Regions from separate parts of the Sus scrofa genome. Here all the other regions are linked to region 3. A link is a contact called in public Hi-C and HiChIP or PLAC-seq data. All regions are on one chromosome and are shown on one strand. Each heading gives the region's core, a stretch centred on a gene start, on an enhancer-like site or on the middle of the called end of the contact. The rest is flanking DNA. Distances are from core to core; before and after follow the strand shown.

The links. A called contact is a pair of places that touch in the nucleus more often than the background predicts. HiChIP or PLAC-seq counts read pairs in DNA pulled down with a chosen protein or histone mark.
Region 1: a contact with region 3 is called in a Hi-C map of heart right ventricle, with 4 times the contacts expected there. The contact joins the promoter of LOC100625850 here to the promoter of ATF7IP in region 3. A contact is called at or near these places in 1 of 5 promoter capture datasets (fetal liver) and 2 of 47 Hi-C or Micro-C datasets (embryonic fibroblasts and heart right ventricle).
Region 2: an H3K27ac HiChIP or PLAC-seq map of skeletal muscle shows a contact between it and region 3. The contact joins the enhancer-like site here to the promoter of ATF7IP in region 3. A contact is called at or near these places in 1 of 5 promoter capture datasets (liver), 6 of 47 Hi-C or Micro-C datasets (embryonic fibroblasts, fetal skeletal muscle, psoas muscle and 2 more) and 1 of 2 datasets of contacts at active chromatin or transcription factors (skeletal muscle).

What each region holds. Positions count from the first base shown.
Region 1 is chr5:57,775,274-57,779,049 of Sscrofa11.1, reverse strand. LOC100625850 (histone H2A.J) reads left to right here and starts at 1,377. Exons shown (of 1, transcript XM_013997814.2): 1 at 1,377-2,042. The coding sequence starts at 1,485. The coding sequence ends at 1,874.
Region 2 is chr5:57,882,616-57,886,422 of Sscrofa11.1, reverse strand. GUCY2C (guanylate cyclase 2C (heat stable enterotoxin receptor)) reads right to left here. Exons shown (of 27, transcript NM_214105.1): 20 at 2,902-2,993. Among named protein-coding and RNA genes, the nearest start is that of GUCY2C, 62 kb to the right of the region's middle. Within about 2 kb of position 1,717, at least 3 of the 83 cell types and tissues checked have an H3K27ac peak or open chromatin away from gene starts, as enhancers often do. A contact at or near this core is called in skeletal muscle, where this site is marked.
Region 3 is chr5:58,148,208-58,151,803 of Sscrofa11.1, reverse strand. ATF7IP (activating transcription factor 7-interacting protein 1) reads left to right here and starts at 1,824. Exons shown (of 15, transcript XM_003126462.5): 1 at 1,824-2,027.

The DNA of each region.
Region 1 (3,776 bases), core at 128-2,627, 370 kb after region 3:
AGGCATCAGTATTTGAAGGATGATTCATAACTATTTTCCAGGCACTTAATACCTCGAGCGACAAATACTTTAGTAAATTGTGCTCGCTGTCCCTACTCCTGACAAATAAGCCTTTCCAGCAGCAAAGCTTTAGGGTAAATACTTACATATAATTAAATGCTTATTATTTACCTATCCTTACCCATCTCCATAGCACAAAAGGTGCTGTTATTGTTGTTAAAGAAGGATTAACACGAGTTCCTGTGGTGGTGCAGTGGTTAACGAATCCGACTAGGAACCGTGAGGCTGAGGGTTCGATCCCTGGCCTTGCTCAGTGGGTTAAGGATCTGGCGTTGCCGTGAGCTGTGGTGAAGGTCACAGATGCGGCTCGGATCCCACGTTGCTGTGGCTGTGGTGTAGGCCAGTAGCTACAGCTCCGATTAGATCCCTAGCCTGGAACCTCCATATCCCGCGGGTGCAGCCGTAGAAAAGGCAAAAAGACACACGCACACACACACACGGGATTAACAGAACCCTCAGAACACTGGGTATCTGGGGGAAAAAAATCCTCAAAGGTTATATTGTACTACATGATTTTAATCTCTGATTTGAGGGAAGAAAAGTCTTGAAGTGTCAGGATTCTTGTAATGGTAAAATAGGTTGAGGTGCTGTTTTTTTGTTTTTAAGTATTTACTAAGACTAAGAAATCAAGGTTATGAGTTCCTGCTGTGGCAAAATGGGATTCCCGGTGTCCTGGGAGCATCGGGTAGTAGATTTGATCCCCAGCTCGCACAGCGGGTTAAGGATCCAGGTGGTGTTGCAGCTGCCGCTTAGGTGGCACGTGTAGCTGGGATCTGATCCCTGGCCAGGGAATTCCATATACCCATGGGGGGCCAAAAAAGAAATAGAAAGAAATAAATCAAGGTTAGCATATTTTTCAAGTTAAGAGATTTATCTTACTTACAAGAATAAAAAGAAAAATAGTGTTAATAATGACATTCGGTTAAAATTTTCGGGCATACCCTGCGACCTTAATTACTAGAATTTCTCCCTTGAGCATCTCGTACTTGTGGGTGGAGTAACTCTCCGTCTGCATGTTTCAAACTGTGCCTCCCTAATTCTTAAGACGTTCTTTTCCTGGGAGCCAGCCGGGACGCTGAAACCTCAGGATACAACAAATTCAGTGGAAACCCTATACGCTGAGCAGTCGGGTGCAGATTTTCAGGTGGGTGATTATGTAAATGAGGACTAGGGATTTGCTCATCTGATTGGAGAGAGCTGGAAAAGGCGGTCCTTCTGCCAGCAGAGCGCGCTAATTGGGAGCGGAGCCTGCCTGTCATTGGTCACCTAAACTGAGGATGTTGCGGCGCCCAATGGGAAGGCTCTGACTAGCGTCAGCAAAGTGTTGGTAGAGGCAGTTCCGGTGTGATACGTCGCATTTCCTTACTAGAAACCGGACCGCTGGATTTTTTTCTCCTCGCTGGAGTTTTTGGTGAGAGGTAAACATGTCCGGTCGCGGAAAGCAGGGAGGCAAAGTGCGAGCAAAGGCCAAGTCCCGCTCCTCCCGCGCGGGCCTGCAGTTCCCGGTGGGCAGAGTGCACAGACTGCTGCGCAAAGGTAACTACGCGGAGAGAGTGGGCGCCGGCGCGCCGGTGTACCTGGCGGCGGTGTTGGAGTACCTGACCGCGGAGATCCTGGAGTTGGCTGGCAATGCCGCGCGGGACAACAAGAAGACCAGGATAATCCCTCGCCACCTGCAACTCGCCATCCGCAACGACGAGGAGCTAAACAAGCTGCTGGGGAAAGTGACCATCGCTCAGGGCGGCGTCCTGCCCAACATCCAGGCCGTGCTGCTACCCAAGAAGACGGAGAGTCAGAAGACGAAGAGCAAGTGACCCTGACTCTGCTAGGGAAGCTGGCTTCCCCAGCCAAGCCTCTTCCCACAGCCGCCCCGCAGTGTTTTTGAATATGCTTAATGTTATGGAGGGCCGGCTTGGTCTAGTGGGGAGGTGGGCGGCAAAGGGCCCACCGGGGTCGGAGGCCAATAAAGTCAGTGAAAATCCTCTGGTCGATAGAGATATGTAGTCGCGGGCGCCTGCCGGATGACCCACGGGGCAACCGGGAGACCTTTGGAGGAGGTACTTGTGGGTCGGCTTGAGCCACTAACTGGGCTGCTTTGGTCCGTAGGTCACCTTCCAGGCGCTACGGGCGGATAAGGGCTATCAGAAGGGACCCACTGCCCAGGAGGTGGGCAGAGTTGGGAACTCTCCCAGCTGGCTTGAAGGCAAAGTAGGTGCGGCTGCGGCTGGGGAATTTTTAGGCCCCCTTGCCAAGGCTTTTGCTCTCCTGCCCTGTTTGGGCAGTTTAGGAACCAGTTCTGGAAAAGGAGCGGTGACAACGAGCGAACTGGCCTTGGGCAGGAAGTTGTCTCTCTGGTCATTATTTTAAAAAGGTAGAATAACTTTCTGTCTTCGAAGAGTGGTCCCAATGACACAGTGTCAACAGATTCTTCTTAGCCTGATGGTTGTGTTTTCGCCTTTCGAATAGCCGATATTTTGATGTACACGCTTATGCTCACATTTCTAGAAAATGAAGGAAACATCCAATAATATGTGTAATACAGAAGCATGAGTCATGAGGTTGGAAATGTGTTCCCCTGACACTCACATTGCATAACAGTGCAGCGCCTTTAGTCATGAGTTACATATGTTTATGAGCTTTTAAAATGATTTTCTCAAGTTTCCAGCTTCATAATGGTCTTCTCTCCATCATACTATATTTCTTTGGAAGTGTAATTGATTTGATTTTGCTTTGTAACGACAGATCGCTGGACATCCCTTATGATCTACCACTGGCCTGAAGTAATGACCCCATTCCAACCAATCCTGTAGGGATTGTGTTGCTTAATGACAGTCATGCTTTAGTAAATATGTGAGATGTGCGCAAAGGTAAGGACAAGTGATACAGATGCAGGGAGGGAAACACATTTCAGATCAGCCATCTACATTTAAAAGTTAAACACTAGCAATCCCATTCAGTTCTTGGTTGACCCTTCCTTTTCACTCTTTTCTACAAGATTCATCCTGCCCTCATGGTCCACAAAAAAGTTCCCCGTTCAGATTTCACATCTTTGGATTCATCTTTCCTGTGAGTCAGAGTTGAAGTCTTCCTGAAAAAACAAATGAAACAAAAGAGTGGGTATGTGTTCATCCTTGGCAGTGTTTGGCCAATTTTCCATATGAATTTTATTTTTTCCCCAGTATTTATTGAGCATCTCTATATGCCAAGCACAGTACTAGGTGATGAGTAATGTGGTCTAGCTGTGGCTGAGACCCAACTAGATTTCCATTCTTGAAGCTCACTTTTTTGTTTTTTTCTGGGTAACTGAAGACAGGACAATGAACAAGTAAGTTAATATCAGAAAGGATTCCCCTTCAGCTTCCATTAGCACTTGTGTCTCTGCTGCTTGTGGAGTAAATGCTGGGATCACTTCTCCCACGTGGTCATGACTGAGGTATATACAAAGGTCAGGCCACACATACCCCTGTTAGGAGGCAGATTATCACTCCCCAGTTCTTGAAGAGAATAGTCCCCCAAGGGGATATACCATGGGCAGTTTCCAAGGTATCCAGCTGTTTACTCTCCTCCTTACCTTCTGTCTAGAAGGCTTCCTCATATGTAAAGTAATATCTATAACATATCTAAAATCATATATATATATATAATCTATAATATTATATAATAATATTATTTAAAAATAATATCCATTTTGAGGACTGAGATTCTTTCATTACTAC
Region 2 (3,807 bases), core at 468-2,967, 270 kb after region 3:
AAGTAGCTAAATATTATGATACAATGGAATATGAATGTATCATTAAATACACAAATTAGAATGAAATACAGGAAAGATGCTACCTCTATGTTAAGTGGAAAAAGTTGGTTTATAAAACAGCAAAAATTATCATCTCATTTTTAATTTTTGAAAACTCGTGGTCATCTATTTAAACATTGCTTGCTCATTCATTTCTTCTAAAGTTTTAATAATGAACATTTTCCAATTAAAAAAAATATAAGAAAAGGACCAAGAAAAGTAAAGCTGAGCCTTTTCTTATTTCCTCCGAACAAAGTCATGGTCCTAACTCTGGATTATTTTGTTAGACCAAGATGACTTAAATGAGATGCCTGCTTTTTGTGATCCTATGACATGCCTGGTGCAGAGCCCAGGCGGGAGGCACATGGAATTCTCGTACAACTGTTGTGAGATTTGGAAACAACAGAGTTGAAGGGGATGAATAAACCACACCATATCATATCATCATCACAGCAATTAAAAGTGACCACTTTTGTACTCGAAAAAACAGACTACATCGTCATCTCCTTTGGTGTGGGTGGGATGTTTGTTAAAAATCCAACACATCTCTGGAGTTCCAACTGTGGCACAATGGGTTAAGAATCCGATGGCAGTGGCTTGGGTCGCTGTGGAGGCGCTGTTCAACCCCCGCCAGGCACTGTGGTGTAGGTCACAGCTGAGGAAGGGGTTCAATCCCTGGCCCAGGAACTTGCACATGTCACTGGTGCAGCCATAAAAAAAAAACAAAACAAACAAACAAACAAACAAACAAAAAAAAACAACACAAAGCATTTCTGAGTCCTATCACACATCTCTATGATTGGAAACTGCTAGGCTTGGGATTAAGAGAATTTTTTAACAAGTTCCCTAGGAGATTCTTACCAGACACCATTATGGAGTCTCACTGGGTAGAAAGAGTGAGGGAGCAGGTGTCAGGGCTGAAGATGAATTATTTTACTTCATGATGAATTGATTCAATTAAAACAGTTTCCTCAACCTTGGCTGTGTATTTTAATCACTTGAGGAGCTTACTTAAACTCCTGAAGCCAGCCTGTGCCCAGATCAATTACAACAGACTCTCTAGGGTATGATTCTGGCAACAGTATTTTAAAAATCTCCCCAGGTATCACAATGTACAGCCAAGTTGAAAGTCACCCTATTAAAGGCTAAATATCAGGAGCCCAGTTTTGTCTTCATGAGCTTACATTTCATCTGTCACACATACAATCTTTTTTTTTCTTTTTTTGGCTGTCCCTCGGCATATGGAGCTCCCCGGCCAGGGATCAGATCCGAGCCACAGTTTCGACCTTAGCGACAGCTGTGGCAATGCCAGACTGGGGATAAACCTGTGTCCCAGTCTGTCACATATACAATCTTATCTGCGAAGAAATGAAAAGGGATAAGAATGGAATCATTTATAATTCCATTTATTATTTCTCGCTCCTTTTCTTACAAATGATGGTTTAGATTTATCACTCAATGGCCACATTTTCATTGCCTTCACTCCCCCTCATCTCAGCCCTGGACTTTTTTTAGCCTCATTAAATATCTGTGTCTTTGACTTAATGAGAACCTCCAGAAGTTAGAGCTGGAAGAAACTGCAGAAATCATCTTGTTCATTCCAATTTTACTGGCAACAAAACTGACACCCAGTTAGGGTAAGTGGCTTGTCCAAAGTCCAACAAGCTATTATTAGACCCTAGTCTAGAAACTGGATCACCTAACTCTTAACCTCAGAGCTGTTTTTCTCACCCTGCATTGTATCTAACTGAAAACATGAGAAATCTAAAACTTAATCTTATTGGATAATTGTGTGCTATTTTTTTTGATCCCAAATTATAATCTGATTCATGGCTCCAGTCTTAAGTGCTTAAGGTCAAAGTTTCAGATTTTAGGATTTTAAAATTGTTAGGGAGTTCCCCTTGTGGCTCAGCAGTAATGAACCCAACTAGGATCCATGAGGACTTGGGTTTAATCCCTGGCCCTCACTCAGTGAACTGGGGATCTGGCATTGCCCTGAGCTGTCATGTAGGTCACAGATGAAACTAGGATCCCATGTTGTTGTGGCTGTGGTGTAGGCTTGCAGCTGCAGCTCCAATTTGATCCCTAGCCTGGGACTCTCCATATGAAATGGGTGTGGCCATAAAAAACAACAACCACCACCAAAAAAAAAAGATTTTAAAAATTTAAGAAACTTGGGGATCTTAAGAATTATCCAGGGGCTCTGCAGATTTCCATGATTCATACTAGACTTCTAAATCCTAATCACCAGCAGAAGTGTCAGGGAACTCTATTTTTAACAGATATATTTGTTGTTGTTGTTGTTGTTGTTTTTTTGTCTTTCTTTTGTCTTTTGTCTTTTGTTGTTGTTGTTGTTGTTGTTGCTATTTCTTGGGCCGCTCCCACGGCATATGGAGGTTCCCAGGCTAGGGGTCCAATCGGAGCTGTAGTCACCGGCCTACGCCAGAGCCACAGCAACGCGGGATCCGAGCCGCGTCTGCAACCTACACCACAGCTCACGGCAACGCCGGATCCTTAACCCACTGAGCAAGGGCAGGGACCGAACCCACAACCTCATGGTTCCTAGTCAGATTCGTTAACCACTGCGCCACGACGGGAACTCCTTAACAGATATATTTGTGATCAGTCGGAATTTAGTTTCTAATCAGGCAAGTTTTGCCCTCGAATTCTTAACTTTTCAAGTGATTATTTCCCTGAGAAAAATCGTCTGTTAGTCTCTGGATCACTTTAATTCTTTTGAGGGGAATTGCAGTCTGAGATTTTTCATTAGAAAAGACATTCTCACACTTAGCTGCCACTGAGTATCAACTATTATTAGAAAAGTCTGAAATTAGTGAGGAAAAGTAAAAATTTCAGCAATACCCAAATATCTTGGCCAACGTATTCTCAATTTTCTTGAAGTCTGGTCTCTTTTCTGGATCTTCCTCCCAGCAGTTTTTGACAAGCAGATAGACCTAGAAAGGCAGACAAGGCAGATTAACTCAGGGGGCTGTATCCTATCTTATTCTGTTCAGGGATGGGAGAATAGTTTTAAAACATCTCAAAAAACAAACAAAAAAACACAAAGGAGTTCCAAAAGCACAGTGGAAACAATCTGACTAGGAACCACCGCGAGGTTTCAGGTTTGATCCCTGGCCTCTCCCAATGGGTTAAGGCATAGGTCAGCGGCTACAGCTTCGAAGGGACCCCTAGCCTGGGAACATCCATATGCCATGCGCGTGGCCCTAAAAAGCAAAAAAGAAAAAAAAAATCTCAACTCTGACAAAGAGGATGGGATGGCTCAGTTCCCTGTAGCCTCTCTCAGTCACAGCCACCTGCACTCCCTTGCCTCACCCTTCCCTTCAGCCCTAAACTAATAAAAATGGTGGTACTGGTTTTGATGAGGTCAGGTTGATGGGAGATACAAAATGCTTTCCAGACATTTGCAGGGTTTATTTTGGGAAGGGCAATAAATATCGGAGCTCAGTGAGTAAGAGGCCAGTAACTCTAAACGAGAGCGAGGCTCTATGAAATTAGTTTTCAACCATGCCTGATGGTGCAATTGTCGGAGCAGTGTTCACAAAAGTTACGATTTCAGGAGATTCTGAATTAATTGATTTGTGAAGGGGCCTTATTAGGGTCCTCAGATTTAGCTAATACAAATCCAGGACACTCAGGTAAACTTGAATTTCAGATAATGCATGATTCGTTTAGCATAAGTATGTTCCAGTTGTTCCAAGGGCAAAGGCCAATAATCTATACATTTTTAAGTTCCCCAGGTGATGCAAT
Region 3 (3,596 bases), core at 575-3,074:
TAATAAAACTATCTAACTGGAGTTTTAGGGATCCAAGTCTAGAATATGACATCTAAGAAAACTGATCAGTTGGTGAGTTTATGCTCAATTATTTCCCCTTTGCCATTAGCCAGGATGATTGAGAATGAATTATTAAAAAAAAAAAAAAAAAGGAGTTTCCATCATGGCTTAGTGGTTAATGAACCTGACCAGTATCCATGCCCATGAGGACCTGGGTTTGATCCCTGGCCTTGCTCAGTGGGTTAAGTAAGGATCTAGTTAACTCTGTGGTGTAGGTCGCAGACGCAGCTTGGAACCCTTTGCTGTGGCTGTGGCATAGGCTGGTGGCTACAGCTCCAATTCAACCCCTAGCCTGGGAATCTCCATATGCTGTGGGTGTGGCCCCTAAAAAGACAAAAGACAAAAGACAAAAAAAAAAAAAAAAAAAAAAAAGATTCCTTTGTATGTGCTTATAGAAGTCAAGGAGAAACCTAATGAATGAAACCTTCTTCCAATCCCATTTCTCTAATTATAGAATGGAATTTTAAATATTGGTATTGAACATCTAACTTATAATTGAGCACTATGTACAAAATAAATTATAATACATACTTTGTTATAACTGAGCCTCTATTTGTAACTTTTTGTGCACCCATGTACTATGTTCAGTACCAAGGACTTTACAAAGCTTAGCAATTAAGCAATGAAAATCTAATTGTGTTATTTCCTAACTTAAAACCTTTTAAATTATTCCTCATTGTTTGTTCTTACAATAAAATCCAACTTTTAGACAAGGGAACCCTATTAAATCAATTCTCATGTTAGTGATGACCTCTTCTGGGAAGGCACTGCTGATTCTCTAACTATGGATGAGGGGTTTCTCCTAAAAGCCAGGCAGTATTTCTAAGTTGAAGGACCCAAATTATAAAAATAATTAACCACCATATACTGATTTCTTATTACTTACAAATTCTTCCTGTTTACTTTTTTGTCTTCTCCACTGTAATAGACTGCTTGAGGACAGGCACCTAATATGGGTCTGGAACACAGGAATTGCTAATTAAATATTGAATGAGTAGATTAATTTCAGAGAGAAGTGATATTAAAATCCTCTCGATCTACTTCTCAGGCTGTTTTGCTTTGCAAAACACATTTACGGGTTATCCTACCATTTTGCCCTCTCAAACCATTTGAATTACAGGCATGAGAAAATTGAGTAAAACACTTATTCCAAGAAACAGGTATGTAAGCTGGACGTGAGCCTAGATCTTCCAACAAATATACTTGCATCTTCTTCATTACACCTTGTGGCCTTCATTACTTGTTGGCTCCCAATTATAAAACTGTATAACAGGGATACAACTTCTGGTGGAAGGGTATGACTAGAAGCGCTTGCTCTGACACAGAACAACGGAAAGAAAAGATGTGTTTGCGCCATTCCCTCATGACTTAAACAGTTTAAAGTATATTTTGTAAGCTAACACAAATGATAAATCAACATGCTCCAGCCTTTTTTGAAAATCTTTTCCTCAGCTTTTTAACTTTCACCCACTTATTTCCTTCCTTCCTTCTTTTCTAAGGCTCATAGAGGGCGCTCACAAAGTACTACTCACTAGTTGAGCAAAGCTCCACTCATAATACACACCTCACTGCAACACAGAGGCGCAGCGCCACCACCTCAGACTTCCTTCTCTTTTCCACGGCGGGAGGCGGGGCCAATATTTCTCATTCAAATAAAAAACCAGAAGATTTGCATGGGGAACGGCCATTCCGTGAGCCTATTGGATGAAAGCACAGTGGGCGTGGCCAATATTACGACCACTGAGCCCCGCCTATAATGATTTGCATAACGGCCCCGGCGCGTGCAAGGGAGAAGCGGGTTTGTTTTTGAATCTGCGGAGGCGGCGGCGGCGGCGGCGGCGGCGCGGCGCGGCGCGGCGCGGAGACTGAAGCGCGCGAGACTGAGGCGGCAGCGGAGGGGACGGCTGCGCCGGGCGACTCTGTAGGAAGGAACTTGGTTCCCCCTCCCTCATCTCCCGCCCCAAAAGGTATCTTTGAGTCCCTTGGGCTGATAGAACAACATTTTCTTAAATTACTATTGTATTTCTGAAGAGTCAAGACCGCATTATGGCGGCTGCGGGAGTTGTGTTGCGCCTGCGCGGTTGCGGAGCTGCGGGCGGACGCTGCATGGGAGCACGTGATCTTGCGGGGTCGGGCTCTAGCTGCAGTTGTGCAGCTGGCGGGGCGGTGGCTGCGCAAGCGCAATATTCATTTTCAAGATCTAATGTTCTTGTTGGACGCCATTCGGGTTCTAGATTTAATTTTCCTCATTCTTGAGGGGTTTCATTTTGTTACGCTTAAATTCCCTCACTTTTCAAGAAAAACGTTTCTCTTATGTTGTATTCCTGTACCGACCTCAGACTTTTTTATGATATTTCTCCGATTCTTTGAGAAGCTGTGTACTTAGTTTTCTGTAAAAATGATTGCCCACTTGTGGTTCTCGATTTTAATTTCACTTTTGGGACAGTGCTGGATTCAATTGTATATTTAGGGAGATAAAGATCAGCACCTAGTGGTGTTATCACGGGAAGTGCATTTATTTGAACTGCATATTTGCAAATACATTTTTAACCCTATTTTTACCAGTCCTGTTATGGAATGTTTTCAAAATGGAAACAGTTTGAATTTTGGAAATATGAAGGCAAGGAGCTTTGGAAGAACTTATATAACGTTTGAAAGGAAACCTCAATCTACTTGCGTATTTATTTTTTAAAAATATTTGATCCTTAGTGAAGTTTTAATCAGTGTGTACTTTTGATCTTTCATGCATTTGAGTTTCACATTTTTTCTCTCCCTGTCACTTGTCCATTACCGCTGCAGTTAGATTATTTTTATTACTCTGACTTTTAAAATTAAGTCATTTTCTTAGCGTTTTGTTTGTAATGATATGTGAAATAGAACACTAAAACTTGATACATTTTTCTGTTAAAGAATTCTGCAAAGAACTCTCAACTACACTGAGGCCTTTATTAGGACATCGTGAACCATCAAGAAAACAGTTGATTAAAAAAATGTCATTTATACATATAAGATAAAATTGTGTTTGATTTTTTAAAATTGTGTGTTCCTGGTTTCTTAAAGAAGTAGTTTCTTAAAAGAAGTAGTTTCTTAAAGAAGTAGTTATAAGTGTGCTACTTATTATTTTAGTTTAAAATGTTAGTGTCATTATATTTGAATCTTATATGAGCCTCTGGGAGAAGTTTTATACAATTTGATATAATTTTACTGTTGTGCAAATTATTTCTTACTGGACTGAAAACTTGTAAATGGTTGTCATAAACTTTATCTGTGGTTTGTATATATAACAGTTGTTTTTCTTGGTTGGTTATGTAACTCTAAGTCAGTCACCTGTCAAACGAAGAAGTGGCTGTTGCTTTGTAATCTTGGTTGGTTTAGGGCCTTTATTGCTTAAAGCACTGTTGAGAAGTACTAAGTAGATGCAATTGAACTTTTGGTTGCTGAATTTTTAAAAAATGACATCACATAGGAGGTAGAATGCAGTGATAGGAACAATTCTTTTTTTTCTCAACAGAACATTTGTTGTTGATATGATTTAC